Linked DNA regions of Mus musculus: regions 1, 2, 4, 5 and 6 are each linked to region 3. The links are chromatin contacts, called in public HiCAR-type and promoter capture Hi-C maps. All regions are on one chromosome and are shown on one strand. Each heading gives the region's core, a stretch centred on a gene start, on an enhancer-like site or on the middle of the called end of the contact. The rest is flanking DNA. Distances are from core to core; before and after follow the strand shown.

The links. Promoter capture Hi-C pulls out the DNA fragments that hold promoters and counts their contacts. HiCAR-type assays count read pairs that join an accessible place to other places. Capture Hi-C pulls out chosen DNA fragments and counts their contacts.
Region 1: a contact with region 3 is called in a promoter capture Hi-C map of pre-B cells, with 16 times the contacts expected there. The contact joins the promoter of E430016F16Rik here to the promoter of Klhl25 in region 3. A contact is called at or near these places in 4 of 39 promoter capture datasets (the C10 cell line, cranial neural crest, hippocampal neurons and 1 more) and 6 of 115 datasets of contacts at active chromatin or transcription factors (astrocytes, double positive thymocytes, forebrain and 3 more).
Region 2: a promoter capture Hi-C map of liver shows a contact between it and region 3, with 3 times the contacts expected there. The contact joins the promoter of Chd2 here to the promoter of Klhl25 in region 3. A contact is called at or near these places in 1 of 484 Hi-C or Micro-C datasets (CD4 T cells) and 1 of 9 other capture datasets (liver).
Region 4: a contact with region 3 is called in a promoter capture Hi-C map of liver, with 5 times the contacts expected there. The contact joins the promoter of Det1 here to the promoter of Klhl25 in region 3. A contact is called at or near these places in 9 of 39 promoter capture datasets (3T3-L1-derived adipocytes, cranial neural crest, frontonasal cranial neural crest and 5 more), 2 of 484 Hi-C or Micro-C datasets (B cells and pre-B cells), 6 of 115 datasets of contacts at active chromatin or transcription factors (acute myeloid leukemia, astrocytes, cardiomyocytes and 3 more) and 1 of 9 other capture datasets (liver).
Region 5: a contact with region 3 is called in a promoter capture Hi-C map of liver, with 7 times the contacts expected there. The contact joins the promoter of Mrpl46 here to the promoter of Klhl25 in region 3. A contact is called at or near these places in 13 of 39 promoter capture datasets (the 3T3-L1 cell line, 3T3-L1-derived adipocytes, the C10 cell line and 8 more), 4 of 115 datasets of contacts at active chromatin or transcription factors (embryonic forebrain, embryonic midbrain, forebrain and 1 more) and 2 of 9 other capture datasets (adipose tissue and liver).
Region 6: a HiCAR-type map of astrocytes shows a contact between it and region 3, with 8 times the contacts expected there. The contact joins the enhancer-like site here to the promoter of Klhl25 in region 3. A contact is called at or near these places in 1 of 39 promoter capture datasets (the 3T3-L1 cell line) and 3 of 115 datasets of contacts at active chromatin or transcription factors (astrocytes, forebrain and pro-B cells).

The regions. Positions count from the first base shown.
Region 1 is chr7:78,716,457-78,721,161 of GRCm38.p6, forward strand. E430016F16Rik (RIKEN cDNA E430016F16 gene) reads right to left here and starts at 1,764. Exons shown (of 11, transcript NR_015542.2): 1 at 1,624-1,764.
Region 2 is chr7:73,538,579-73,543,447 of GRCm38.p6, forward strand. Chd2 (chromodomain helicase DNA binding protein 2) reads right to left here and starts at 3,168. Exons shown (of 39, transcript NM_001081345.2): 1 at 2,668-3,168; 2 at 2,194-2,326. The coding sequence starts at 2,255. Chaserr (CHD2 adjacent suppressive regulatory RNA) reads right to left here. Exons shown (of 5, transcript NR_037569.1): 5 at 1,220-4,869.
Region 3 is chr7:75,845,872-75,850,348 of GRCm38.p6, forward strand. Klhl25 (kelch-like 25) reads left to right here and starts at 2,467. Exons shown (of 3, transcript NM_001122780.1): 1 at 2,467-2,602. It overlaps Gm51489 (a long non-coding RNA gene), which reads left to right. Exons shown (of 3, transcript XR_003946804.1): 3 at 1,729-1,841.
Region 4 is chr7:78,845,954-78,850,655 of GRCm38.p6, forward strand. It overlaps Det1 (de-etiolated homolog 1 (Arabidopsis)), which reads right to left and starts at 1,258. Exons shown (of 5, transcript NM_029585.3): 1 at 1,154-1,258.
Region 5 is chr7:78,780,190-78,784,785 of GRCm38.p6, forward strand. It overlaps Mrpl46 (mitochondrial ribosomal protein L46), which reads right to left and starts at 2,900. Exons shown (of 4, transcript NM_023331.2): 1 at 2,618-2,900; 2 at 1,211-1,397; 3 at 249-422. The coding sequence starts at 2,839. Mrps11 (mitochondrial ribosomal protein S11) reads left to right here and starts at 2,942. Exons shown (of 6, transcript NM_026498.2): 1 at 2,942-3,234; 2 at 3,384-3,491. The coding sequence starts at 3,170.
Region 6 is chr7:78,618,244-78,623,207 of GRCm38.p6, forward strand. The region is part of intron 8 of E430016F16Rik (RIKEN cDNA E430016F16 gene); the gene reads right to left. Among named protein-coding and RNA genes, the nearest start is that of Ntrk3, 43 kb to the left of the region's middle. Within about 2 kb of position 2,193, at least 26 of the 459 cell types and tissues checked have an H3K27ac peak or open chromatin away from gene starts, as enhancers often do. A contact at or near this core is called in astrocytes, where this site is marked.

The sequences.
Region 1 (4,705 bases), core at 514-3,013, 2.9 Mb after region 3:
GGCAGCCTAAATACTCTACTCCAATGAATCCCTCAATAACTTGATAAATCCTATCATGATCATCATTTTGGAGAGGTGGAAAATGGGGCCTCATGAAAGTAAAGTCATTCCCCGCACAGAGCTAGTCAACCCAGGCTGGACTGCTCCAAGTTGTCCAGAACACGGTAGGACACAGTTAAATGTGAGAGGTACAGTTCAAACTCAGGTTGCCGGGCTCCCTGGACCTCTATGCTATTCCACAATGTCTTCCTCTGCACTAGTGCTTTTCAGCAGGGAACATTTCACTTGTCGGAAGATGTTTGACATTATGGATTGTCATAGCTGGGGAGGAAGGAGTACTGCTGTCATCCATCAGACCAAGACCAGGAATCCTGCTAAATATCCCACAGTACACAGGGTGAGCCCTATGACACAGAATTAGCTGGCTAAGATACCAATGGGATTGAGGTTGGCAAACTATGTCCCTGAATCACCAAAGACTGAATTGTTTAGCGTCTGAGCTCTTCCAGGGTCTCGGGTTGAGGTAGGGCCAGGAAGCTCAGGCCAGCAATCTCCTAAGCGCTGTGTGGAACTCTGGCACACATGGCTGTTCTGTTACGGGTTTGTAAAATGGGAGAGCAGGCAGGGCAACTTTAGGAGGGAAGAGATTCACCAAAATCAAGATGTCTTTTTGGAGAAGACTTCTGTGCTACATCTGGTATTCTACTGGCCAGTCATCTCTGTCTCACTGTGTCTAAATACCTGAGGCACTCAATGTACAAGAGTGTTTCAATGCATGCATGCATTCTGAGGTTTCAGTCCACAGTGGCTCAGTTCACTTGCTTCAGGCCTGTGGCACAGAAATCATCAGGGCAGAGGAGGCTGCTCACCGGTGGCAGCCAGTAAGCAGAGATGAAAAGAAAGGGACTGAGATACCAATCACACTTTCATGGGCAGAACCCTATGAACCTGATGCCTTTCTACAGAGCTCCACACTAAAGACTCTACTAGCTCCAAACACTGCCACAAAGCCTTCAACAAGCCTTCGGGGTATATCTAAGGTCTAAACCATAATTGTAGTGATCAATCTTAGATGCCAATGTCAAATGCTTCCCTAGGTGTTTCCAGGAAAATTTGATAGGTGTAGTTAATTCTACAATAAGCTAGTTTTGAGTAAAGGATACCTGGGTTGACTGGACTCAGTGGCTCCAAAGGCCCTAACAGTAGAGTGGAAGTCTCCCCACAAAGGTGGGTGGAAGGGTCCCACTCACAGACAGCATCGCCCTTGATGCAGGCAGAGAGGTGCAGCCTGCCCTTGGGACGTCAACCTTTCCCTGCCAGCCCGCACCACCACAAAGCCAGTTCCCAGCATCTCTTTATAGTGATCATCTCTGTCTGCTTGGCTGGTTAACCCTGCTTACCACAAGTAACTCACAATCTCCAAGGGGAGAATAAAGCTTTATGACAATTCCCAAAGTGATTTGTCCAGCAAAGCCTTGAATTTGAAGAGCATCCTGTGGGATCATACTCCAGATGTCTTTTTCTGACAAGCAGTAACACAAGGAAACTAGGCAGTTTGGCCAGTTCTTTGGCCCGGCTTCTATGGATGGTATCGGGTTCTCACTATGGACAGAGGATCCTTACCACTACATGCCATCTGCCGGTTGCCCTTCTCCACTACACAGGAGGTGGTCCTCTTGCATCCATCCTTGAGGCACATCCAACACCATGACTGAGATTTCTTAGGTCTAGACCTTTGCTCTCAGTAAGCAGAGCTGATAAGCCTCAGCCCCTGAATACGCAGCAGTCAAAACGGCATGGTTTATGCAGAGCACCTGGCACACAGTGGGTGTTCAACTCCTGTGCCAAGACCCTCCCCTCTGATGACAAGCTGTGCTAAAACAGGCCTCCTACTATATAAGGAATAAGCAGGGTTTTTAAACCACTCAATATGGGCAACAGTTGCCAAATGATGCTACGGAGCTCTCCTAGGCCCGAGGCCCGCCCTAAATTTAACAGGCCTGTGTTTACAAACCCAAATCCATGCATCTCTGAGGCTCCCACACATATCCCAGCTGTCCGCCTGAAAAATTCCGCGTGGAGAGTCTCTGGCAGAGTCTCCACCAGCTGGTAACTCTCAGAGTGTTCCTGACACTTGGTCTGAGCCTTAGGCACACTATTCACAGGCGAAACCCAGGAGCTCCTCCTTCTACCTGAAGACTGGTAGGACTCTGAGCTGGTGGATTGCAACCAGGATTCTGAGGCTAAGCCACACACGGAAGATTCTAGGAGCTAAGACAAGCCTCTCTGCAGAGCCTGGCTTTTCTCTCTCTATCCTTTACTCATTCTCTGTATGTACTAGGCTGACACACATGCACAACATCACACCTTCCTACAATTCAGCTATCCTGAAACTGTCCAATAGCACTGAACACAGCCCAGAACCCAGAAAGACACAGAAGTCTCTAGATTGGACACAGAACATAGACTGATTCTCTGAACCACGTGCAGCGCCGTAAGCCTTCCCTCGGACCTTATTTCCCTTTCCTATGGGCTATTTCTCCAACTGAGAGACACCTAAATCACCAGACAGCTTGGTAAATACAGATTGCTTGTTCTACCCTTCCCACCCCACTCCAGTGATTCTGATTAGGCAAGTCTGGAACAGGACCGGAGGAATGGGCATCTCTAAGGAGTTCCCAGGTGAAGCTGATGTCACCAGATCAGGGGCTGCTCTCAGGTTAGGGGGTGGCTGCTTTACAGATTGGATGAGTCAAGCCCACTGACTCTAAGTAATCCTGAATCAGAATGGAATCTCCCTCTGTGTGTGTGTGTGTGTGTGTGTGTGTGTGTGTGTGTGTGTGCGCACTGGGGGCGGGGAAGATGCCGATAGTGGTGAGTCTCAAGAAAGAGAAAGCCAGGCTGACAGCTGCAGGAAGTGACAGTTGACAGCCTGAGAGCACAGAAAGAGACAGCAAACTATAAAAAGCAGACTTAAGAACTCAAAAAGCAAAACGGACCGAAGCCATCTCTGTGGGATACAGTTACTATATTCTCCAGATCCAACCTCAGGAAGAACTCTCTCCAAGCCCCGTGTGACCCTGGGAGTCACAGTGAAGACCCTATCATGTGAAGGAAGCTATACTTAGGCTGCTTCCAGGGCAGGGAAATGTAAAAATTAATGTTCTAAAAATTGACATCTAATTCATCGGCAGTAAAGATCATCGGGGGTTTAATGGGTTATAAACTTGGCACTATGAAAAACTTTTCACCATGAACTAACCCATTTGCTCAGTTTTCTAGGCTCCTACCGTGTGTGCACCTGCACATATGTATATCCTGCACCCATATACAGATAAATATCTGATGTAGAAACATTCTGTGGGGTGTTGAGAGACATCATGAGTTATAGAGACCATGCTTAGCACACACCAGGTCCTGGGTTCCAGTGCCACCATCAAATTACTCCACTAATGAATGTAAGCAGTACAATTCCCCACTCCCCATACCATAGCCCCTTCATCATTTCTTCCTTGACCGTCTAGACAAGGCTGGGTCCCATCTGGAGCTCCCATTTGCATACCTAATTGTTCTAACTCTGTATTTCTCACCACACTGCAATGTAATACATTCAATAGCCTCTTTCTGAGCTTTTCCGTTCCTAGTAGGGCAGAGTGTAGCAGGTGCTTAGTGAATGGGTGTTGTTTGAAGGCATATCCTTAACCTTGCCGTATCTAAGTACACACACACACACTCACACGCACTCATTTATAAAGAAAATGTAGGTCAAGGAGTTTGAGTATATGCCTCGAGGCAGCCCCAATTTCTGAAAGCAGGCTTAACTGTGCTTATTTCTGCTAGCAAGGGAGCGTGGAGGTCCTCCGCAGAGAGTGCTGTCTCTCACACTTCCTGATTTTAATCAGAACTACATATTCTGGGTGAGGTGGCAAGAAGAAAGAGGCTGTAAACTCAATTAGATCACTCCTGAGTCCCCATCCCATGACTGTTCTAAGGAGCCAACTACTATCCCTCCACCTTTCTTTACACCCTCCTCCAAATACACATCCAATCCCAATTCCCTCTCTCTATACTAAATATCCTGAGAGAGTCCCCATTCATGGGATAGGGCCCTGTGTTCTCTGACCAGCAGACAGACATAGGGGAAAATCATGTTTCCCATCATCCATAGCATACCTGCCTGTAAATAAAGTACACTAAGAGAAATTAGCTCAAGCTTCTTTAGCTCTGTGGAGCTCACTCCCATGGGCTAGTGGAAGAAGAAAGGAAGGCAGAGAGGACAGGATCTCACTGACAAAACTGACCACATGAATGAAGGAGGTTTCAAATACATGGGAAGGCTACCAGACACCTTCCTCAGACTGAGAGCCTCATCGTCCTTCCCTGAGCTTCATGGCAGCTGGAGCACACTCCATTAAGAACTCAGAGTTTACTAAGTGTGTGAAGAGCTTTGGAAGTTTCTTTCAAGGGAAAATCCAATGAACTACAATATTCTACTATCTATCTGTCTGTCTGTCTGTCTGTCTGTCTGTCTGCCTGCCTGTCTGTCTATCTATCTACCTACCTACCTATCATCTATCTATCATCTATCTGTTTATCTATCATCTATGTGTCTATATTTTGCTCTATCTCTGCTCCCTTCCCTCCCTCCATCCCTCCTACTCTCATCTTTCTCTCACAAAGGGTCTCATTAAGTATCCTGGCTGTC
Region 2 (4,869 bases), core at 1,918-4,417, 2.3 Mb before region 3:
CAAATATGAACTGTTTAAAATTGCATTCTTAAAAAGTAAAAACTTATCTCCAAAAATCGTGATATACAAAGCACATTAGACTTCTGCATTAACTTTAAAAAATGCAATACACATAATCACTATTTTAAAAGTATAGTGCTTGTTTCAAAAACAGGAAAACTTAAAACTTTTGCTGATCGCAGTCTCTCAAGTGTATTTGATCTGAAAGCAATTCCTTTCAATCCCTGCAGTATCAGGCTGCAAAGGTGGTGGTTTTAGTTGTGTTCCCTAAACACTATTTTTTCAAAAATTAATTCTCTACAGTGTCAACCTACTGGATGACACAGGAACACCTAGCTACACAAGGGCAACATAAATTTCAACTCCGGAGAAATATCATCACACAAAACACAAACATTCTTTAAACTTTACAATCTTTAAAGGAAGTGATGTCATAACTGTATACATGCATTAATAATGTATATAACTTAAGAGTAACAGTAATTTAAAAGTAACTCCATCTTCAACAAGTCTGGAGTATTCTGGACATTCATCAAATATATGATTTAAAGTATACTTGGCAAAAACAGTAAAAACCTGCTTCTTGTTTTGACTAAAGGAATTAAATGCATCACAATGCCCAAGTTATTACCCAAATAATACTAAGTTTATTCAAAGACATCACTTCAAGAGTTAGAGCAGTCTGATCAATGAAACAAAAAACCTTGCATAAGAAAGCCAAAACCCTGGTGAGAATATGCAAATCATATACTCAAGGGGGTAACAAGTCTAACTCTGGGTCTTTCCTGACTGTCAAATGCATTGAAGCTTCCTATGCCTTCACACTGTGGCTTTCCAGAGAATTCGTCTTGCATTAGAAGCTTTCTGTCCTTGACCCAGTAATGACAAAAGCAACTTAAAAGAGATCCAAAATTGTAACTACTCAATTTGTATAGAAATTTGGAAATGTATTTTTTAACGCAAGGCTCAAAATATTTTTAGTAAAGAGTAAACTCATCAATTTGTAAAAAACTATATTCCACACTTCAAAATTTAAAAGCTAATTTAAACAAGAATTTTATGTAAAATTATAAAGTAAAATCAAAATTGGATCATATACCAATCACATTCTTGTTAGCTGCATGATTTTAAAACTATGACATGACAATTCTTAAGAACACATCCAGAAATGCATTCACATTTTTAAATTAACATAAAGATACAGTCATACAACAAAAAATATCTTATATGCTTTATTACTTCAGCCACTGATAAGCTACTTCAAAGAATGAAGGAGAAATCATGATTTAAACAAACAGCACATTAAAAAGCTTCAGAAGAGAAAGCATTACAGGACACTGTCAAAATAAATGGATACATTTAAAGCAGCACCAACTAAAACATAAGGATAAAATAAAATACAATTATTATCAACCAGAAAGAACTGTCTTAATATACACAAACATAAACCTTGTAATATTTTAAGCATAAAAAATACAATTACATTGCCATAGTAACAAACACAAAGCTTAAGTATTAATAGCATTCCAAAATTTTTGTGGTTACAGATTTAATGATCTCAGGAACTATTTATTAAGGTTTTGATAAGTCATAAAAAAAATTTTAATTGTCACGTGTATCAAAAGAAACAATCAAAAATATAAACTGAAAGGCATCAGTCAAGGGGTCCTATTTGTGATTGTGTTTTTAAATGTACATTTTTTCATTCATATAACTTTCTCAAATGTCTATTTACTATAATTTACTACTACCAGGCTGCTCTATGGCCCTCGGTTACAAGTTTGAATATCCCAGATTCTTCAAAGAAAAAAATTTGCCTTGTATGTAAAATGGTGCAATGCAGCAATGGCTAAACAGACAAGGTCATTTTTCTGCAGCATGAAAACCTAAAACCTGAAAATTTACTGACAGAAAAACTACAGTTTCTAGGAAAGGCCCCTCCGGAGAAAAGTACATTACCTTCTGAATGCTGTAAGAGGCCTTAAGTCACAACTCAACTTTCATAAATTGATACCAAAAAATCAGGGTGTGGCATGTTAGCAATCTCAAGGTCACGCTTTAAAAACCAACCCAAGTTAGAAAATTCTTGAAATACAGACAGCAATCCATGTCTGTCAAAGTAAACAAGTGTAAGCTGAGGTTTCCCGAAAAAAAAAAAAAAAGAAAGAAAGAAAGAAAGTTGATAGCTCATACCTCGATGCATTGCTGTGTAGCGAACTGTCCTCCTCTTGGCTTTTGTCCTTATTTCTCATCATCTTTTAATTCTTAAATATTAAGGGGGAGGGGGAATCTGTGTTTGCTTTGAAGTCCTGTGCCCAGGTATTTACTGTCAAAAGTTGAAAGAAAGGTGAGGTCCCAGCTTCTGCGGATGGTTTTATTATCAGGAACAAAGTCCTGACGATGTTAGCGATATTCATGTAATGCAACAACGATAAACACCAGAAAAACAAAATATTTCTATTTTTCCGTTTTAAAATGAGAGGGGGATAAACTGAACGACAGAAGCATCACTATCAATAAGGAAAGTTTCTCAAAAGTAACACACTGGATACAAATAACAATCTCTCTATCTTATTGCGTCATCCAGGAATTTCTCATATTTACAGTAAATAAAGCCAAGTTCAACATTAATTTTTTTAAAATTATCACTGATTATCATGGACTTACCTGATCCATGTAGTAGGTCCAAAGCAAGAGTCCTATCTAGTAGTAGAAAAATATCCGATCCAAAATAATTTTTAAAAACGCAAAATTCTCCGTTAAAAAACAAAAAGTAAATGAAATAATCCTCAAATATGTTGACTTGTCAAAAAATAAAGCAATAATTAATACTAAAACAGGTCCGGAAGGGGAAAAAAAAACCTCATTAGGAGAGCGCACAAAAATGGAGGTGCGCCATGGCTTCTAAGCTGGAAAAAACAACGACCTGGGCTCTCAATACGGCAGCTTCTTCCAACAAGGCACGAAAAGAAAGCTCCTAAAAGCAGCTTTTCTCCCAAAAAAAGGTTCGGATCGACCCCAGTAAGTCACTAGAAGAGGCAGGGGGCTGCGGGGGCCCCCTGAGGCTGCCCGAAAGTTAGGGAAAGTTGCGTAAAGTGAACCGAAGCAGGGAGCAAAGCGCGCTCTCTCTAAGGCACAGCCGCCATCTAGAGCCTCCTTCCCAGCTCTGAGAGCTCTGCCTTTGATTGACACTCTCTACATTTACCCCACAACTCAGGTGATGTACCATAGACCCACCCCTTCATCTCCACCAAAAAAAAAAAAAAAAGAAAGAAAGAAAGAAAAAGAACCAGATTCTCCATCCAAGAGAGCCAGAAGACCCCCAACTCCACACCTCCCTGCCCCTCCAGACCACTCCATCAGAGGGAGGGGGAAGGGCTTCTTAACCCCCTCTGGCTCAAGCACCCTTTTTAAGCCAGAGAGAAATGTAATTTGTTCCTTTTGTCTAAAGATCTGCTAAATATTTCAGTCCTTGAGCTAAAATAACTTCCTCCCTGGACAGGAAGTGGAGTTTTATCAAGCCATTTTGAAATAAAGATAATTTCAAGAGACTCTAAAGCTCAGTTTAAGAACTAATCTTTAAAATAATTAACACCCCACCATGGGTAAAATGGCTTGTAAATAGAAGCAACATTTCAACACCATAAATTAAATCAACTCTTGCCTTCTTTATGGTGCCTAAAAACATCTAAAGATTAAGGGGGAATTTTCCACCTCAACTGGAAGGAAGGGGTAATTTTTTACAACTCAAGAGCGCCTCCCTAGTGTTCAACTGCAGTAGAGCAAAAGTTAATACAACCATTTTCCCCCCCAGAAGAAACAAACTTCTTTGTAAACCATTAATCTTGGAAGTGCCACACATCAAACATATTTACTTCTTACATATATTTGGGCATAATTAATAACTTCGAATTCAAGAAATTACACCAACCTTGGTCACCTTTAAATCAAACACTCAACCTCAACTCCAAAATCAAAAGAACCCTTTCACTCATGTTTGAAATCGAATTCTAAGTACACTCACATTTCATCAATCACCGCCACTTAAATAGGCCACATCTACCAGCCAATTATCAACTGTCAAAGACAAACCCCCTCCAGATGGAAGCACGAGGTCTATAGAAACAAAATTACAAATGCAACAAAGTATTCTCTCCCATGCACACAAGTAACCAACCACATACAAATGCCGAAAAAACTAAAAACATTCCTTTACTGAACCCTACTGGTCAAAACCATGACACTCCAGCAAACGAATTCATTTTAGTTTCACTACCAAACGTAATTATGTTAAATCTAAGAAAATGTAAAAAATCAGTTTCAAGTCTACAAACATATTTCCATCAAAATCCAAAAACTCAAGTTTTCAATTTACAAATATCAACCACCTCACATCATCCAAAGAACAAACACTGCATCTGTATTAACCACAGATGTGTATTCTAAGGTAGTTTACATTAATAACAGACTATTTCATTCTTTGTTCTATATACTGAGAAAAACACCACCAATCGTCATTTGGTCAACAAAGTCCCCATCACTGCTTTATCAAATTTATTACCAAAGTAGCAATCAATGAAAATCTGGCATTTGATTTCAACCATGGGTAACCAATCTAAAGCATGGTATAATTCATTTAAACTCCCAACTGCACAAAACAAGAAAAACAAGAATTTTTTTCAAATGTAAATAAATTACACTGTCATATTAGGTAAGCCCTTTAATGTATACCCAAAGACTTTAAAAATACACCTCTAATATAAGACAATACAATACAAATTAGTATAACTCAAATATTCAGATGAGCATTTCACATGGCAAAGGACGACTTTCATCAACAAAAATTGAAAGACACTGAGACTGTCTTGG
Region 3 (4,477 bases), core at 1,217-3,716:
GGTGTATGAGGAAGTCAGGTGCAAGTCATAAGACTTAGCTGCAGTCCCTGGCGCCTTCTTGGGACTGCTGCCACACCCGCTCCTCACAGATAGGGGGATGCTCCAGGGTCTGTGCTAATGCTGAGGCAGATGGCAAAACAGGCTCATTTCTTTCTTTCCTGGCTTCCTCTCTAAATTCAATAACTCAATACATGTTCTTGGCTCTGATTTCTTTTTATTGGCTATATTTGCTTTTAATGTATGCCACTACCTAATTTAGGCCCCAGAGTTGAAGACTGAAACAGTGATAATGTGAGCCAGATTTCTGATGCTTGGCATGTGTAAGTTCACAGACAGTCTTAAAAAAAAATACTCAATGCTTATGAACTTGCTAAGAATCAATTTTGCATGGGAGGCTTCATCCAAGCAATAATTATATAAATGCTTTTGCTTTAGGAAATTGGCAGGGCACCTATAACTATAAATGCTGACTGTCATTCATTTAATGAAACAATTATTTGATGCTGCCCTGTCCCTTTGGAAAGTTTCTTGCCAGCACATTAGACCACCGATCAGCTCTGGCCAAGGCTCCTCTTAAATATGGGAACCCTTCCATCTTAAATGTCTCCAGATCTAGGCGGTATGGAGACACCCTCTTGAGCATTTACTGGCTCCCAAGCCCTCCATCTTTACAATAATCCTGTAGGAAAGGTTTAATGATACTCCTTCTGCCTGCAAGAACCATCCATCAGAGCATCACATAGTGGGGTGTGGTGCGGTGAGAAGAAAGAAGCCGATGGAACTTCAAGACCAGATTACAAGGTCTCAGAATTATAGCACACAGGCAGGCAGGCAGGCAGGCAGGCAGGCAGGCAGGCAGGCAGGCAGTCTCTCTCTCTCTCTCTCTCTCTCTCTCTGACATAGAAATCTAGAAAATATCCTCCCTCCCTTTTTTTTTTTTTTTTCCTTTAAGACAGGGTTTCTCTGTGTAGCCCTGGCTGTCCTGGAATCAACTTTATAGATCAGCTGGTGTGGAAATCAGATTGGCATTCCTCTGCCTTGTGTGCTGGGGTTAAAGGAGTAAGCCCCCACCGCCCAGGTCTAGTAACTCTTTTAATTAATTAATTAAATGTATGTGAGTACACTGTAGCTGTACAGATGGTTGTGAACCTTCATGTGGTTGTTGGGAATTGAATTTTTAGAGTCTCTGCTCGCTCCGGCCCAAAGATTTATTATTATACATAAGTACACTGTAGCTGACTTCAGACGCACCAGAAGAGGGCGTTCTCATTACAGGTGGTTGTGAGCGCCACTCCCCAGCTCATCTAGTAACTCTTAAATGAACTAATGGATGCGTTGGGCAAGTGTGATGTCTACTCTTGATCCTCAACTTGATTATATCTGGAGTAGCTAAAACCCAAGCAGCTGGGCTCACCTGTGAGGGATTTTTTCCTGGTTGGATCATTTGAGATAGGAAGACCCTTTTTTTTTTTTTTTTGAGCCAATTTCATTCTTTTTTTTTTTTCCATTTTTTATTAGGTATTTAGCTCATTTACATTTCCAATGCTATACCAAAAGTCCCCCATATCCACCCACCCCCGAAGACCCACCCTAAATCTGGGCACCTTCTAGCGGCAGCCTGGAAAAAGGACCTGGAAGAAGCAAGCTTTTGCTCTTTGTCTGCCCTTAAGTTTCACAGGTAGGGTCATTCTTTCATTGTATTATAGCCAACTTCTTCTGAATTCCAAGGTATACTGAAGACCAGCTGAAGCATCCAGCCTCGTGGACTGACAGTTGGACTCTCAGACGTTATATCCGGAGACAGCCATTGTTGGGCTACCCCGGCCACAGCCTGAAAGTTACTCTAATAAATTCCATATGTGTGTTGTATGTATGTATGTATGTATGTATGTATGTATAGATATAGATTTACTCTATCAGTTTTGTACCGCTGAGAGTTCTAATAGTGAAGGATATTTGAAGGGTTAAAAAAAAGTTTAGGAAGAAATTTCCACCGGCTTGACAGAACAGCTGAAGCTTAAAGTCCTCTCCCTTGAAATCTGGGAATTCCCAGTATAGACAGGGATTCGTGTCTGTAGAAATTCCCTCGCATCGAAACTAGCCGGGAGGGAAAAAGGATTTCCTTAACATAGGAGCGATTAGATTGCTGGTCTTTAAAAAGATCAACAACGGCTGTGATTCGGTAACAGAAAGAAGAATGCGTGTGATCGACAAAGACCTTCCTTAAGAGAAGCTCTAGAACAGGTCGTGTTGCTTTCTCCCAACTCTGGCCACCAGAACAGAAAGGCAATGGCCTGTCCCTTTAAGAATCTGGTGGCAGTCGCTTTCCTCTCCCCGCCCCGCCTTCCGCGGCACCGATGGCCTGGACGACCGTCCCTTTCTTCTCACGCGACTGTATTACGGGTCAGTCGACCCATCCGTCACAGAGGCGCGGTTTATGATTGGTTGCTGCGCTTCGGGCCGCGAGGCGGGGCGGGAAGGCCGGAGAAACTAGTTTGTTGGCAGCGCCCGTGCGGTTCGGCTACGGGATCGCGGCCGGGACTGGTGAGCCGGCCGGGGGCGGCGGCAGCGGCGGGGACTGCAGAGCCTGTGGGGCCGCACGGTGAGGATCAGGTCGGAACTTGTCACCGGGACAGCGAGCGATCCTGCTCGAGGATCGCCGGGCAGGGCGTAGGACCGCAGGCCCAGTTCACTGGGTCGGGGAAGTGGGTGCTGACCTGGGAGCGCCCCTCGATCGAGCTTGGGGACCCCGTACTGTTATGTTCAGAGCTCCCGCCAAGGGAATGAATTGTTTTCCAAACGGATGTTACGCGCAGGAGCGGCTACCCTCTCCCGGGAGTGTTTGATTCATTGAGTCCGCTGATTCTCTTTTTTAAAAAAATTACTATTGATCCTAGAAAGAGGAAACTGCTTGTCTTCGAGGATGCGAACCGTGCAGCTTTGTGCACACACCTAGCCAAGGTCCCCGCGACTTGCTTGTACCTAGCCAGGGCCGAGGGGTTAAACCAGGGAAGAGTAGACAGCAGGGCCTGGCCGTGTGGCCCGCAGCATAGGGTCCTTCCTGTCTGGAAAGTTGTCTATCAAGGGAGAGTGGTGACACTCCCGGAGCCATACGCCCCTACCTACCCAGGTGGTGGCCGATCTGGCAGGGCCGTAGCAAGTAGTCCACCCCCCCCTCCCCCCGCCATCCCATTCCCCTCCTCCCATGCGTTGCCCTGGCGCGAGAATTCCGCTGTGGTCTGCAAATCCCCACTGGACTAGTCTCCTTCATAGCTGTATTAGAAGCTTTTTCCTACTCGGGAATTGTGCCTACTGGGGCACCAGACACTTGGGTGCAAGTGCCTCAAGGACCTCAAAGTGGATTCTCACAGTCTTACTTTTTTTTCTTTTTTTCCTCTCCCGGTTTTAGTCTTGTTATAAACGTCAGGCCAGCCTTGAGCATGAAATCTCTGGTCCCAGTCTCCTGAGAGCTGGGTTTATAAGCAAGTGCCACCTTACCAATCTGGGAGACTTTCTAGAGACTCGAGCACAGGAAGTTGGGGGGAGGGGCGGACTCTCGGGGGCTTTGTAGTTCATCTGTACTTTGGGGAGACCAGAGGCCAAGTTGCTTTGGCCAAGGTTCATTGGGCACTAGTTCTCCCTCCATGCTCAGGGCAGGACAAGGTATGCCAGATGTCTGGGCTCTTCACCCCTGGAGTAAGACGGGGAGGGAGGGGCACTTGGCACCTGACCCTCTAGTTTGCTGAGCCTCTTTCATAAGCGGCACAGTTATGCTGGGAGGACTTTTTATGGGTGTTGCTGAAAGCTTGTGTCAGGGGACAGAGGAGGGAGGACCCACGGTGCTCTTATCCTACAGTAGATTTGGTCCCTCTAAGACAGGGTTGTGGAGATCACAGGCTTTGTCTGTGGAGATGGGCAAAGTCACTTTTGTCCCAGCCCTGTAATTATTGATATTTCAGCTGAGTCCTTTATCAGCAAGCCAGTCCAGGGAGATTGTTCAAAAAAATTGTGGAGGATGGACAGACGAAATCTTTTTCATGGGCATCGAACTGCAACTGGGTTCCTTGCGCCATGCAGCGGTGCAGGATCCGTGTGCAAGTTGTGTGTTCCACGGTGGCTCAGTTCCTGTTGATGGCATCTTAAGCCTGTGCCACCAGTGTAGGGAGAGAAAAGTAGGAAGACAAAAAGAAATGCCCCCGTGTGCGCTGTAAAGTAAATGCATCCTTCCTGTCTTAGAGGGAGGAGGGCGGCCTGGAGCAGTGAGCTTGCTATGTATGCAGAGACGGCTTTAGTCAAACTAATCATTTGAGCAGATGATATTGAGACCCTGCTTTCAGAAAGGAGGAGGTGCTGGCTCATGGATGGGGACCTTGATACATCAGTTTGCAGAACCCCAGGGAGCAGGTAACAGGAAGCTGGAGAGAAGGATGAAGGCTTCTTGGAGAGAGAAAAGGAAAGCCAGCATGAGCCTACCAAA
Region 4 (4,702 bases), core at 8-2,507, 3.0 Mb after region 3:
AGGGTATTGTTTTGCAATCCTTTTGTTTCAAGCTTATCCTCATACAAGCTACATCCATTGGATAAAGATCTAAAAGGCTTGCAGAGCCGCCAGACCAGAGGGAGTCAGGTCTCTAAACTACCACCTCTGGTTGTTTTTTGGAAGGAACCCTTCCCTGAAAGCCACTCGCTCATTTGCATATTGCCTAGAGCCACTTTAGCCCTAGGAAAAGAGCAGAGTGACTGCAACAGACCACACACTGAACTCTACTATCTGGTCTTTTGTAGACACTAAATTCTTCACCTTTGAGAACTGTCTCCAATATCAGCCTCATCATCCTGTCTTTGAAGGCCTTCCTTCACTTAGTGAGACATAGATTCCAACACACTAGCCACTCAATTGCAACTCTCTGTATTTTACTAATGTGTATATTTATGGTGATCTCTCTGGGTCAAGTATACACTTATCTGTTGTATGCCCACCACAGTGCTTAACACGTAGCAAGCTTCCTTCTTAAACGGTGGGCATACCTCAAGCCATCTTCTTGGCTAACGTGGGTAACCACAGGGGAACTTTCATTTTCCGGAAGACATTCTCTCCGGTCCACGCCATAAATTCTCTCGTTGCAACGTTAGTAGTGTCAAGTTTTGGGGAAGTCTTTCTGACCACCCCACCTAAAGGACTCATCTTTTTCTTGTTTCTTTCTCTAGTCATCTGTCACATTTTTTTTTTTTAATTTACACGGTCGCTTGCATGGTTGTGTTTAATGTTTGAGTCTCCTCGTTGAACTGTACCCTCTCTAATGGAAGTAACCAGGTCTACTTCGGTCACCGCGGTATACTCTTCCAGCCCTGGGGCTGGCACATGGTAGACGCTTTGGTGCGGTGCGGTCTGAAACGAAAGCCTGGCTAAAGCGGGTCACTAATTGTGTGAACGCAAGGTTTATTCCTCGTTGGAGCAAGTGCACATGTCCCCACACTCTTGGCGACTGCTTCCAAAACAAGAAAAGGATGCCAAGAGGCAGACACACATGCCCATGGTCGCCCCCGGAAAGAAAAGCCCAGGGCGGGGCCTCCCCGGGCAAAGCCGGGGGCCGGAGCTCCTGAGACCCGGCGAGCATGCGGGGAGGAGCCCGCCGCGGAGCTCTCGCGGGCCGCAAAGGGCAAGTCCTCACCTGTCGAGTCCTGGCTCATGGGGCCAGGGCAAGGGTCGCCCTAGCCTGCTCCGCGCACACCTCCCCCGGCCCCGCCCCCACCATGCCTCGGGACCCCGGCGTCGGCAGCCACCAGCCCGGGTTTCCGCCCGCTACCGGAAGCGCTGCGCAGCGAGAAGGGAAGATCGGAAGATCGAGACGCCATGCAGCTAAGGAGCGGCGCAGCGCACCCTGGCGTCCGGAGGAGAGATCGAGACCATAGAGGCTGGATAAGCCCCGGACCAAGTGATCCAAGGCACGTTCATAACTACTATGAGTAGGAGTTAAGTTTTCACCTGCTTCTTGCATACTGGTGGAAGATGGATTATACATGCACCATGTCACTGCGTTTTCCATGCTCGTGGTTGCACGTGGGGATACAATAAAAGCTTCTGTACTAAATGAATCCAATACCATTGACTGGCCTTTTCACCTACACGTTACTTCATTTAATTTTCTTTTTTCTTACAAGCTATTTCTTCCCTGTGAGTCGGTGGCTTCTCTCCTTTGTGCTTGCGTGTGTGTGTGTGTGTGTGTGTGTGTGTGTGTGTGTGCGCGCGCGCGCGTTTGTATTTGGGTGTATGGTTTATTTTTGATGCTTTGGCAGGAAACCAAACCCAAAATATCTTCTCTTAAGGCTTCTGGGTAGCCACCGCCACTGTTCACCCACCACTGTCAAATATCTGTTTCTGTTGATGTGTATTGCTTTGTTGTGTCTCTCCTCCCTTTGGTAGATTATAAACTGAGAACAGGGATTTTTGTCTTATTTTCTGTTCCAGCCCCACCTCCCACCCCATAACAAGGTTTGACATCTTATAGAATCTCAGTAAATATTCCATCAGTAATCCATTGTGGTCTATCTCTTCTGGACCCCCATGCCATCTCCATTCTATATCCCCAGCTCTTCTGAGACATAGGATATAGAATTAGAGGCTAGGTTGAGCCTTGCTCTCTCTCCCAACCCTCTCCATACCCAAAGGACTCAGAGAATGAATATCTCTGCAGACCAACACATGAGAAAGGGATATGTGTTGACTTTGACCAGGGAGAGAGGAAAATTAAGGTCTAAAGGGGAAAGGTGACTTGGGGATATAGACTGACTATGAAGAGAATGATAGGTTTCTGGCCCAGTCCTACCATTTCCAGGCTCAGTATTCTTAGGTGCTGGCTTTAGAAACCTCATGCCTTTTTCTGGAAAATGACTATACCTGCCTCTTAAGGTTATCCCAAGTATTAAACCTGTTAGCCCTAAATACTTGAAGTCTTGATAAAATATTACTAAAGCTTTCCAGCCACAACTCTCTTCCTTTCCCATGATGAAACTGAGACCCAAAGGGGACATACATCTCTTGCACAAGTTCATACAAGAATAAGAGCCAGTAGGGGTGGGGCCACAGATTATAACCCCAGCATTTAGGAAGGGAGGCAGAGGAATCAGTAGCTCAAGGCCTGTCTTGGCTGCACAGCAAGTTGACCTTGGCTACATGACACCTTGCCCCAAAGCAAAGCAAAATAAACATGGGACAGGGCTGTGCTAATACTCAAGGCATCAGGTCAGATCCCAACTCGGACAGGTGGGTCCCCATGTGGCTTCAAGACACGCATCAGCTTCTCCGAGTCTGGGTTTTTCTTTTTGTATTTTTCATCTCTAATGTGTACAGTGTTCTGACTTCGTTGTAGAGAGGTCAGATAGAAGGATAAATTTAAACTAGCAAAAGCTTTGAACTTGGAAATAGTTCAAGCCTGCTCCTTCAGTTCTGGGCCTGGGGTTTGAAGGTAGGCGTTCCTTAATAACTGCTGTTTAGGATTAGAAAGCAAACTCTCCCTTCTGTGTGGTTGTGGTAGGGGCAGGGTAGGGTCAACCTTCAGAGGGACTCCACCCTTATCTCATGCGGAACAAAAATAACTCAAAATGGATCTAATCCACAAGTCAGGCTAAGCCCTGGGAAGACATCTTAGACATAATTTATTGTAACCTTGGGTTAGTCAACAGCTTAGAGGAAAGCAAAAAGGAAGCACGTATCAATGACTTCCTTAAAAAAAAATAGTTGTTGTATTCCAAAGGACAGTTATTAGAGTATAAAGTTAAAGCTGTGTTCAACAGATACAGGGGGATTGAGAGTTCGAGGCCAGCTTGACCTACGTAGCAAGTTTAGGGCAAGCCTTGGTTGCATGAGACTCTGTAGACCAAACCAAAAAGAATCAAGTACTGGTCCATGCAAACACATGGGTGAACCTTGAAAGCATTATACCAGGTGAAGGGAGCCTGATATGATTTGCCACATACTGTTTGACTCCATCATTTGAAATATCCAGAATGGACAAATCTATAGAAATAGGAATCAGATAAGGGACTTGGAATGCTTAGAGAGGTATACAGTGGTTGCTAATCTGGATCGTTTTTTTTGTTTTTGTTTTTTTTTTTTTTTTCAGGGGCAGGGGTTGATGAAAATGTATTAAAATTAGGTAATGGTGAATGCCACACTTCTTAATATACTACAAACCATTGAACCAATAATTTTGAAATAGTAAATTTTGTAATCTGCAGGTATCTCAAAAAGAATTTGATGGTATTATGGTATCTCCAGCTCCATGGATGGGATTCGACATCAATTTTTCTACAAAGTAATTCAGTTCTTCTTTACAGCTGGAGAAAGTTCCTAGTTCACACGTGCCATGTTTTCTTTATCCATTCCTCTGTTGTTGCACACCCAGGTTGGTTTCATGATTTAGTGAATATGAATATTTCTGAAATTAATTGATGTGCAAGTAAAGATAAATTAACTAAACAAATAGGCCTGGGGATGTAGCTCAGGGGTGAGGTGCTTGCCAGGCCTGTGGGAGGCTTTAGATGCCATCAAAAGGAGGAGGAAGAGCAGGCAGAGGGGTTGGGGTGGGGGGTAGAAAGAAGGGCAGTTCATCCATCTAGATACAGAGCCAAGATCGGCTGCCCCTGACCACAAGGGACAATAGGACAACAGAGAGATGGATAGTAGGCCTTCTCTTCCTCAATGGCCTTCCTTGGCATCTACACTATCCCTAAAAGCCCATTCTTCAAGCTTTAAATTCAATGGAGAATGACCTTGAACTTCTATCCCTCCTTTCTGTACCTCCCTGGTGATGGCATTTCACACATGCACCACCATGCCTCATTTATGTGTTGCTGGGAATCAAAGCCAGGGCCTCAAGAGGGCTAGGCACTTTACTAACTGAGCTAGACCTTTAGACCCACTTCCTTTCAAAGATATCTTAAAGGAGTGGGGCTTGAAGTGAGACTAGTTCACCTCATCTTTCAAACCTCCTACCTGTGAATTCCTTAACCTATCTGCATCTTGACCTTCCCTCCTAGACGATGAGGCTAATGACACAGATCATAGGGTTGAGGGCAGGGAGTAAAATTCATTATATTCATAATAGTGTTATAATTAGGATGTGAAATTCTTAGCACTCAGTCTAAAAGAGCTGGTTATGCAGCAAAAGCCAATCTCATGTGTTGCGCCCACCTTGTCCGGCAAGGAAAAACGCAACACG
Region 5 (4,596 bases), core at 1,650-4,149, 2.9 Mb after region 3:
TTGAGACAGGGTCTCTCTATGTAGGTCTGGCTGTCCTTGAACTCACTATATAGACCAGGCTAGCAGTGAACTCACAGAGACACACCCCTGCCACCTCTGCCTCCCAGGTGCTGGAGTTAAATAAGTGTGCCTTCATACCCAGCCTCTTACCTGAATTTTTACTCATCAGTATCCATTAAACTTTCCACTGTCTATCCTTATGCCAACCTGAAATGAATCTGGGGGGATTCAGAGGGTAAAGAGTCTACCTGAGAGTGTGGCCAGGATTCGCTCAGCTGTCCCCCGAAGGGTCTCCCCGGGCTGCCACTCGACTTGAGGAAGCATCCAAACATCTTGGTCTCCAAGTTTCTCTCTGACTAAGAGGACAAGGTTTCTGTCTAGCTTTCGATGCAACGAGGTCCGGTCATTTTTTTTGTCAGCTTCTATAAAAGGGATGATCAGAGGAAAGAGAAAAATAAGAAATAAAGGACTATGATGTACTACGGGCAAGGGTTTTGAGTTTTAGAGCTTTCCATCAGGAACTACCACAAACCCTGTCCTCTGTTTAAGCCAAAGTATAATCCTAACTCAAAATGAAAGCTAAGAATCGAAACCAGAAATAAACTCCTCTCAAAAAGCAACGTATAGCTGAAACATTTGGAAAAGAAGCAATGCCTGTGAAAGTTCGAGCGTAAACACTAGAATCTAGCTCAGAGGCAGTGAGTGCACTTGCCCTGCAAGCAGGAGGTTCTTGAGTTCAGACCTCGGCAATGTTACACAGTTACAAACAAACAAACAAACAAACAAAGTCTTGCCGTTGGATTTAACGCTATTACCAATCTAACTAACTAACCCCCACCTTCTCTGTTCTCCAGTCATCATCCTTGAAACAGGGACAATAGCACTCAGCCCCTGCTCTCAGAATGACTTCTAATAAAACAGGAATTGAGGAGAAAGGCTCAAGTCCTCCCACTCTCTGATCCAGTGACAACCTCAAGTTTTAACAGAAAGAAAAGACTCTTTACTTCTACTGAAAATAGCATAAGCCTTTTTAAAAACTCATGTTAGGGAGATATAAGGAATAGGGAGGGAGTACTACTTTCCTGAAAACTGTTTTGTTACTTGAAGCTTGTTATTAAAATGCAAAGCAAAAGACAGGCAACTGTCCTTCATTTGGAAGTGAGAATTCCTGTCTCTCGCTCCCTTGTGGTTGGCCCAGGAGGTCACAAACCTGTTTCCCGAGCTCCAGGTCTGAACTGTAGGAATGCCTGCTCCCACATATCTTCTAAGTCTTGTGCGAGCGTAATGCCCTGCTCTTGTTCCTCATCATAAAGGTCAGCTTTCTTCTTTGCCAGTCGCTGAGCTTCATCCAGAGCACGGAGCTCATGGTCTGAATACAGGCTTCTCTCTACCTCGATCTGGGAAAGGGAAAAGGAAAAGGAAGAAGAAAAAAAACAAAGCTTCTGTGACCTTGACAGGCTCAGACGTACAACTCTTAACACAATCAGAAATAGAATGAAACACTATACAGATTTAAAAAAAAAAAGCCCACTGGATTGTAAGTAGGCAGTAGGAGAACTTCATTAAGACTGTCAAGGAGAACAGAGGGCACTGAAGACCCACTTCCCACACACTAGGTCTACTCGTCTCTGATCAGCATCTATTCAAGGACTTTCCTGCCATGAAGACTTTCCAACATCCTTCTTCCTAGTCTCTCTTTCTCCTCATGCCATTTCTTCCAGATTTCTATCCATCCTTCTTATTTCAACTCAAATACCTCTTTCTCAGAAAGATATTCCTGGATACTTCTCAGGAAAATAAAACCTATGTGGTCCTGTGTAAAACTCTTCTAGTACTCTATGTTTTCCTTAATAGCACTTACCAAAGTCTATAATTAGTCATAAGACTGGTTACTGATTGTATCCCTAATTCCAGTACCTGGAAACTCTCTGCGAAGCAGAGCGATGTGCCTGTCACATCCACAACTGCCTATCACTTTGCACACAGACGCACAGTATTGGCTACGAATACCTTTATGGTGAAAGAAAAAGGACTACCAAAAAAAAAAAAAAAAGTCAAGTGAGTGAATACATTGAGCAAAAAGCACTGACGGGAGTTTCCATTAGTATTCTCCAGACAAAAGCCTTTTGGAGTCTAGGGATACGGAAGACCTTCCATCACTATCTCCTGACCCAACAGCAACAACACTTGGGTTTTTTGTCTTTCACAGAAATTGCTCCCTGAGGTAAAGCAAACTTTACCGCATTATCTTAAGGATGTGCCCACAGTCACCACGACTTTCGTCCTAACATCACAAACACTTCTCTATAGTCTGAGAGCTCCTAAGTTAAAGGGAGTGATTCCTGTTTGCCCCCGGATCCCTACAGTATTGAATGAACAAGAAGGAAGCTATCCACACCGAATGATCAAGAGAAAACAAGCCAACTAAACTCTTTCAACACCTGCTATATCCTAACCCAACTCAGTACGGTAACTTCATCTTGCAGATGTCACTAAAGGTCGAGAAATGAAACGTTTGCTCAAGGTCACACGAAGTACCAGAGTCTCCATGGAAATCAAGACCTCCTTGATACTGTTGCTTCCCTCCGCCGCACCAGGAAGCCCGTGACTGCCTTACCTGCTGTAATAGACCCGCCATCTCTTCCTGCAATGGAGTGAGCGCCTTGGTGATCAGCGGTGGCCGCTGCAGACACAAGGCGCCCGACAAGCGCCATGGAGACCGGCTGCTTGAGGACGCAGCCTCAAGGGACAAGCCACGAGAACTACCTGCCCAGAACCTGTCAAGCTGCCGCCAGCCTCTAGCCAGCCCTAAAAGAGTACGCCCTACGGGCGCCGCCATCTTTCTGTCTTCCCACAAGGTACCGCGGCGCCCGGCAGAGCCCTCAGCCAACCCCAGGTTCCCATGAGGCAACGCGGGCCGGCGAGGGGCGGGTTTACCGAGTGGAATGAACCATTCCCTTTGGGGGAGGTAGGTGAAATTCTAGTGTTAGACCACTAGAAAGGGGAAAGTTCCTACATAAATGGTTTTATAGAGCTTTAAATTTGAAGAAAAAATACTTACAGGACTATTTAAGAGCAATCAGGTGATTTCCTGTCTGTGAGCACCCCCACAGAGGCTCATGGTGCTGGCTCGAGCTAAGCCAAGCGCCGCGGAGGGTCAATTTCAGTCATGCAGGTTTTAAGAAACTCCGGGTCGTGGCTCCTGCGGTCCTGGGCTGGACATGGAATGACCAGGTAAGGATTACTCTTTCGAACCCACTGTCACTCTCGAGCCTGCCCGCCTACCTTCCTTCCAGACCTATGTGCCACTTGAACCCCCCAAAATACCGTTAATCCAGTCCCTCATCGTACTCTCTCTCTCTCTCTCTTTTTTTGCCCCCCAGGTTTGTGGGCATTGCCCCAGCTAAGAATATCCACACCGGAGCCCCGAGATTAGAAGACTCAGCTGCCAGGCAGAACACTGAAAGGGAAGCGGCTCCAAGTCGCTTCAGGTGAGGGTAAGTGGATGCAGCGCTCTGGAAAGTTGCATCCTGTGACTTCTGCCCGACACCGTCCAAAATCATAGAAAAAGTTAATTCCTGGCTGTCATTTGCCATCTGTGGGAGCTTGTGCAAATCAGCACACTATACGTGGAGATAATGCTTAGAGGGGTTGTTGGGAAAATAGAGGGATGAGCAGGGGCATAAGGTAGCTGTTCAATTAGCAACTGTTAGCTAAGTGTCCAATGTATATAAATACCAGCTTTCTTTTCCTTGTGAGATAAGCTTTAGATCCGACTAGCAGCTTTCTCTGCCTCCAACATAAAATGTCTTGAAGAACCACACTAACTGCACATCTAGATTGTGCCTTTCTTAATTTCGTGCCTAGCCCTGGGACCTGGCATCCTGCAGCATCCCACTAGTAGAAATACTTAATATGCAGGCGGTATATATGTTCACTTACCTTCACATCTGTTTAACAGTTACAAAAGCTACTACTACCTGTTGAGTACCAGGATAAATACAGGAAATATAGGTTATGTCTCCCCAGAAGTAGTACACAACTTGCAAAAACAACACACAGGCAAATGTATTAACCATAATCTGATCAAAAGGATAATAGAGGTAAGAACTGGCTGGACATTTAAGAGAGTAAGGCACACTTGAGGAATTCAGGAAAGACTAAGTACCGTGGACTGTGGAAGTGACTAGGATCTCAGCTGGACAAGATCATTGTGATCGTGGCAGGCAAGGGTAACGTCTGTGGAAAGGCAGGCTGTCAGAACTGGCTTGTGATGCCTCTAGAAAGGCATTTCGGAACCTGTGGGTTGCAACCCCTTTGGGGTTCCTAAGGCCATCAGAAAACACACATACATACGTTACGATTCATAACAGTAGCAAAATCACAGTTAGGAAGTAGCAACGAAAATAATTTTATGGCTGGGGGTCACCACAGTATAAGGAACTGTATTAAAGGGTCACAGCATTAAGAACACTGAGGACCACTGCTCTAGAAGGATCCAAATGGCAGAGGACAGCCCTGTCTCCCTAGAGCTTTTACACTTTATCCCCTGCAGGCAACGAGGAGCTACTGATGGAATTTGATCCAGGACCGTTG
Region 6 (4,964 bases), core at 943-3,442, 2.8 Mb after region 3:
ATCTACAGGGTTTGGTTTCGTCTGAGCTCGTCTTTGAGTGAGTCACAGTAAACTTTCCAGTGTATGGGAAAGACAGTATCCAGGAACGCAAGCAAAGCAAGTGGCCTTCGAGTCTAAGCATCAGGAGAAAATCTCAACCGACAGCTCAGAGGGAGGAAAAGATCAGTGCCACCATTACATCTTATCCTACTAAGAACTTTCTCAACAGGCCCTGAGCCAGGTGAGATGCAATGGCCACCAACATCAATGCTATTCTGATGTCTTGGCCACTGTGTTACTGTACAAAATGGCCAGTTCCTGGGTGGCTTTAACAATGGACATTTATTTTCTCAGAGTTTTAGTGGCCAGAGACCAAGATCAAGGTATCGGCCCACTGTCTTTCAGCAATATGAAAACATGTCCCCACCCCTTGTCTGTGTTATTTTTACCTTAATGTCTTTTTAGAACTCATTATAGCCCACCTTAAGGACACCTTCTCCTGTCAATTAAACACCATACTTCCAAATATAGCCACTAGAGGCTAAGCCTTCAGTATAAACCAACTGGGGGCAGAGCCTTAGTGAGGGGGATGACAATTTGGTCCATCACATAACACCATCAGGTGAGAGTCTTTAACATAGTGGGATATCAGAAGGTACCATCTCCCACCCCCTGCCCAGTACAGGGTTCCCCATCTACGATATATCCATGCCCTACCAGCTCTACCCAGCAGAGCCTCTACATCCTAATAAACCCAAGTACGTGGAAGAAGAACTAAAAACACATCCACATGGTGGTTTACCACAGCCCCACTGGGGTAAAGAGACTGTAGAGATGTGCCATTGAAGAAAACCATGGAGAGATGCAACACTGAAGGTACAAGAGGAACATACCAGCAAAGATATTGAAATGAGGGACATCAAGGCCTGTGTCACTTGGGAGAGCTCTCCCTGTTGCCCTCTGTTAATAGAGCAGTTTATAGAGGCTCCCATCCGTGTGGTTCACTCACAGGTGCTGACACGGAGTGAGTGAAGCTGGCCATTAGCCCTCATGACTCCAAGGACTTCACTGACCTTGTGGGACCTCTCGCTGCATAGAACAACCTTGGGTGACATGAGTTCCTCAACACCACTTCACTAGCTCTTCCGGGCAGAGGGGTCAGCGTCTTGTAAGAATAACAAAATAGCTCTCGCAGGCAAGCCTGAGGTGAGGCTTGGGGGTGCACGCCTGTAATGCCAGCACTTAACAGGAAGGAGCAAGGGGATTGGGGTTCAAGGTCATCCTCGATGACCTAGAAAATTTGAGGCCAGCCTGAGCTACATGCCTCCAAACAAACAACCCACTGAAAACCAGCAACAGCAAGAAAATAATCTGGGTTTTCAACAACTATCTGAAAGGAAAATTGGCCCAGAACTCTATCAGGACATACCAGGCCCTTTGGAAGGCAGCATGCACAAAAGGCCTGCTGTGACCATGTTCTGTAAGACACAGTGCTTTTCTTGGTAGCATTTTAACTCTCCTGGTAATGACCTGCCCCTTGACACCATTCATATTCTCTCTGGACTGCCCCCCCCATCCCACCCGATCCCCAAGGTTCTTGGCAGACAAGTTAAGCAGCCATAGAGATCTCAGCTCTGCTTTGCAGAGGCCCTAGTAAGACAGAAAGCCAAGGAGACCAAGGGGCCCCAGAAGCCAGAGTTTCTGCCAGTCCTAGAAGCCTCTAGAGAGCCTGGTAGATGCTAACTGCACCCAATTTTCTCTTTTCCCCCAGAGTCCGGAACCCGGGGACATTTGCAAAGCACGTCTGGGCTTCAGTGCAAAAATAAACCCAAGGCTGTCAAGCCCCAGCATATTAATGACAATTAATGATTCGCTCTAATCCTCCCCAGCTCTCCGTGGGCATCTGTGACATGCATTGAGCTGGACACCCCTCCCTGTTTCCCCCCACCTCCCGCAGACTCCATCCATATGCCAATCTGCTCTGGAATGCAGATCTGGGAGGGAAAGTTAAGGGAAGGAGATGCCCACAACAAAAGGCCTGTCAGAGGGTAGCCGGTGAGGCTCAGCCCATCAGCCCTGGCAGAGGACCTCCTCCACCTGCTCTTCCCTGGGACCTGCGAGCCATGGGCAGCTGGCAGCTTCTTGTAAGAGCCTCTGGGCTGGAAGCTGTAGCCAAGGAAACAGTTCTCAAATGTATACTCCTGCCTCTCAGCTCAGACTCCACTCAAAAGGCAGTCTCATCTCACCCCTGCTATCCAGCCTCCCTGCCCAAGGCCTTAAGCCCCATGGGTGATTGGCAGCTGCTTCCCTGGGAAGAAGCTACGCCCTCCCCCTTATCCCTTCTTCTGGCCTAGGAGCTTCTTAGAGACAATAAATTCTCCCCCAAGGCATGTCTGCTCCATCCCCAAAGCCTGCAGCCCCCATCACAGGATATTTGGTCATCCCACCTCCTCCTGCACACCATAACCTGGGAGACCAAGTCGGCCCTCTTCCCCATTTGATGCTAACTGCCTGGCCACAGGTGCACAATAACTGTTGGCTGTGTGCCTGGCCAACTGGCCCACGTGGAAAGTGGTAGAACCCCTCTTCCTCCCACGTACAAAGTGCCCTGTGAGTGTTAGTTCTTGTTCTTGCACATTGACTGTCTTGTTCCACCTTCCCACCTCCCTGTGCCTTAGGTGCTATTCTTTCCTCCACTATTTAGAGGCAGGGAAAAAAAAATGAAGTGCCTATAGCTGAAATCATTTGCCCCAGGGCCCGCAACTCTTAGATGTTACACCCATCTGTCATCTGCCCTGTTCAATCTATCAGGTTCATTCAGACCAGGCAAGTGTCCTTGTGGTCACTGGACCACAACATTTGCCCCCCAAGGACACCCAACTGGACTCTGAAGCAACCCTTGAGACCAAATACCCGTCATCCCCCTTTTACAGATGAGCTGAGAGGAACTGGGCAAATTTCTTAGCAACACAGGGCAGGGCTGGGCTTGAGTAAACTGTCAAAGCATAATTCGCATGCTTTTTACTAGGCCACAGGGTGAGAGAAAAACAGGTGCCAAAAAACTGAAAGGAGCCTTGGGAGAGGCTGGAGATGCAGGCTTAGTGTCATGACTCAGAGGTAGAGGAGCTGCTGCTGAGGCAAGAGGCAATGTCCCCTGACGATCCCTGGGCAGTCTAGATCATCAAAAGTCTGAGGATAAGTGCCTGGGTAGTTGTAGCTCAACCCCCACATTTGTAACCTCCCCACATGGAAGCAGACAGGAACTGCAGAAGGCTCGGTTAGTGTCTCACTATGTTTAATGGTGTAACGAGCAAGAAGATAAATTCTTCTGAGATAACACACCGCCTTTTACTGCCGGCTCCATTTGTGATTAAAACTTTATACATTACACACACACACACACACACACACACACACACACACACACACACACCTAGAAAGACTTGAAAATCAAATGCTTTGAAGATACCCCCACCTTTGAAATAATTGGGCAATCTCTCTCTCTCTCTCTCTCTCTCTCTCTCTCTCTCTCTCTCTCTCTCTCCCTCCCTCCCTCCCTCCCTCCCTCCCTCCCTCTCTCTCTCTCTCTCTCTCTCTCTCTCTCTCTCTCTCTCTCTCTAATTGGGATCTTAGCTAGGATGGGAATGAGAGACTTTTGCAACCATTACAGAAACACACACAATGAGGAAATGTCAGCTTCTCAGTCCTATATGGAGAAATTATTACTATGTCCAGAAATTATACTGTTTCCAGACAGAAAGTCTTTACTGGGAAATGAAATCTTCCTCCTAGAGTCCCCCCCCCCAAGCTGGTATTAGTAAAAAGAAGTAGGGTGCTGTCACATATTCAAGTAGAAATACCACACACCCCTTTAAAAGCACAGCTACCCCAGGTGGGACTGTTCCATAGCCTTCACACCAGATTCTATGGGGCATATGCTGCACATGGGTTACCCAGGCAGGCCTCAACAGGAGCCTGCCTGCTCCCTGCTGTACGTTCAACAGACTGCCACCAAGGCTGCCTTTGGACTTTCTGCCCAGCCCCTCCTCAACACTGCAGGGGTGGCTCCCAGGGGCTCCAACCTGAGATGCACCTTCTGTCCTGGCCCAAGACTCAGGCAACTTCTATTCCAGCTGTAACCGTCTTTCAGAAGGAGGTTGCTGTTTTAGAAGAAATCAATAATACCCATCTCTGCCCCCAAGGCAACAACAAGCACCTGAGTTTTCTGATAGAAAAAGATGGCAGTAAGACTGCCCCTTCCTGACCCATCCACTTGATAGCAAGCCAGGCCTGTCTGAGCAGGCCCAGAGCAGACATAAACATGTGTCTGCTGAGTATTAAATCAAATCCTGCACTGGGGTCTTTTATGCCTAGTGCCTTTCCCCGCCTCCCTTGTATCTACACACACATGCACACACGTGCAAAGACCCTTGCATACAAACAAGTGCACACATGTTCTCACTGCCCCTGCACACACATGTATACACAAACATGCACATACAGGGAAACATATCCATATACATCCACACACATAAGCGCACTCAGACACCTGCATACACTTAAGTGTGCGCATGCACATATAGATACACCACATGTATGTGCACACTCACATATACATAACTAGCCCTCTCTATTCCCTTGGTCAGTATACTTTCCAGATTGGCTACCCTCCCTGCAGGTTACTCAGCAACACCCCATCATGTCTCACACCATTCGGCTTTCCACAGTCTAGACCTTCACTCTTCAGAGCTGTTCTAATGAGTGCTTTGCCCTCACCCACCTCAGTGGGCATCTCACCTCAGAGTAATTTCTCTCAGCACTCAGACTTTCCCTTCTCTGGCTCTAGCAAGCCCTTCCAGCTGCAGCTTCACCAGGGCTCACATGTTCCCTAGCCAGCTGGTCTCCTGTGCCCTGCCTGTGCACACACCCACATGCCTCCTCCATTCAAGTTTACCCATCCTGCACCCTCTGTCTCCCCTCCATTT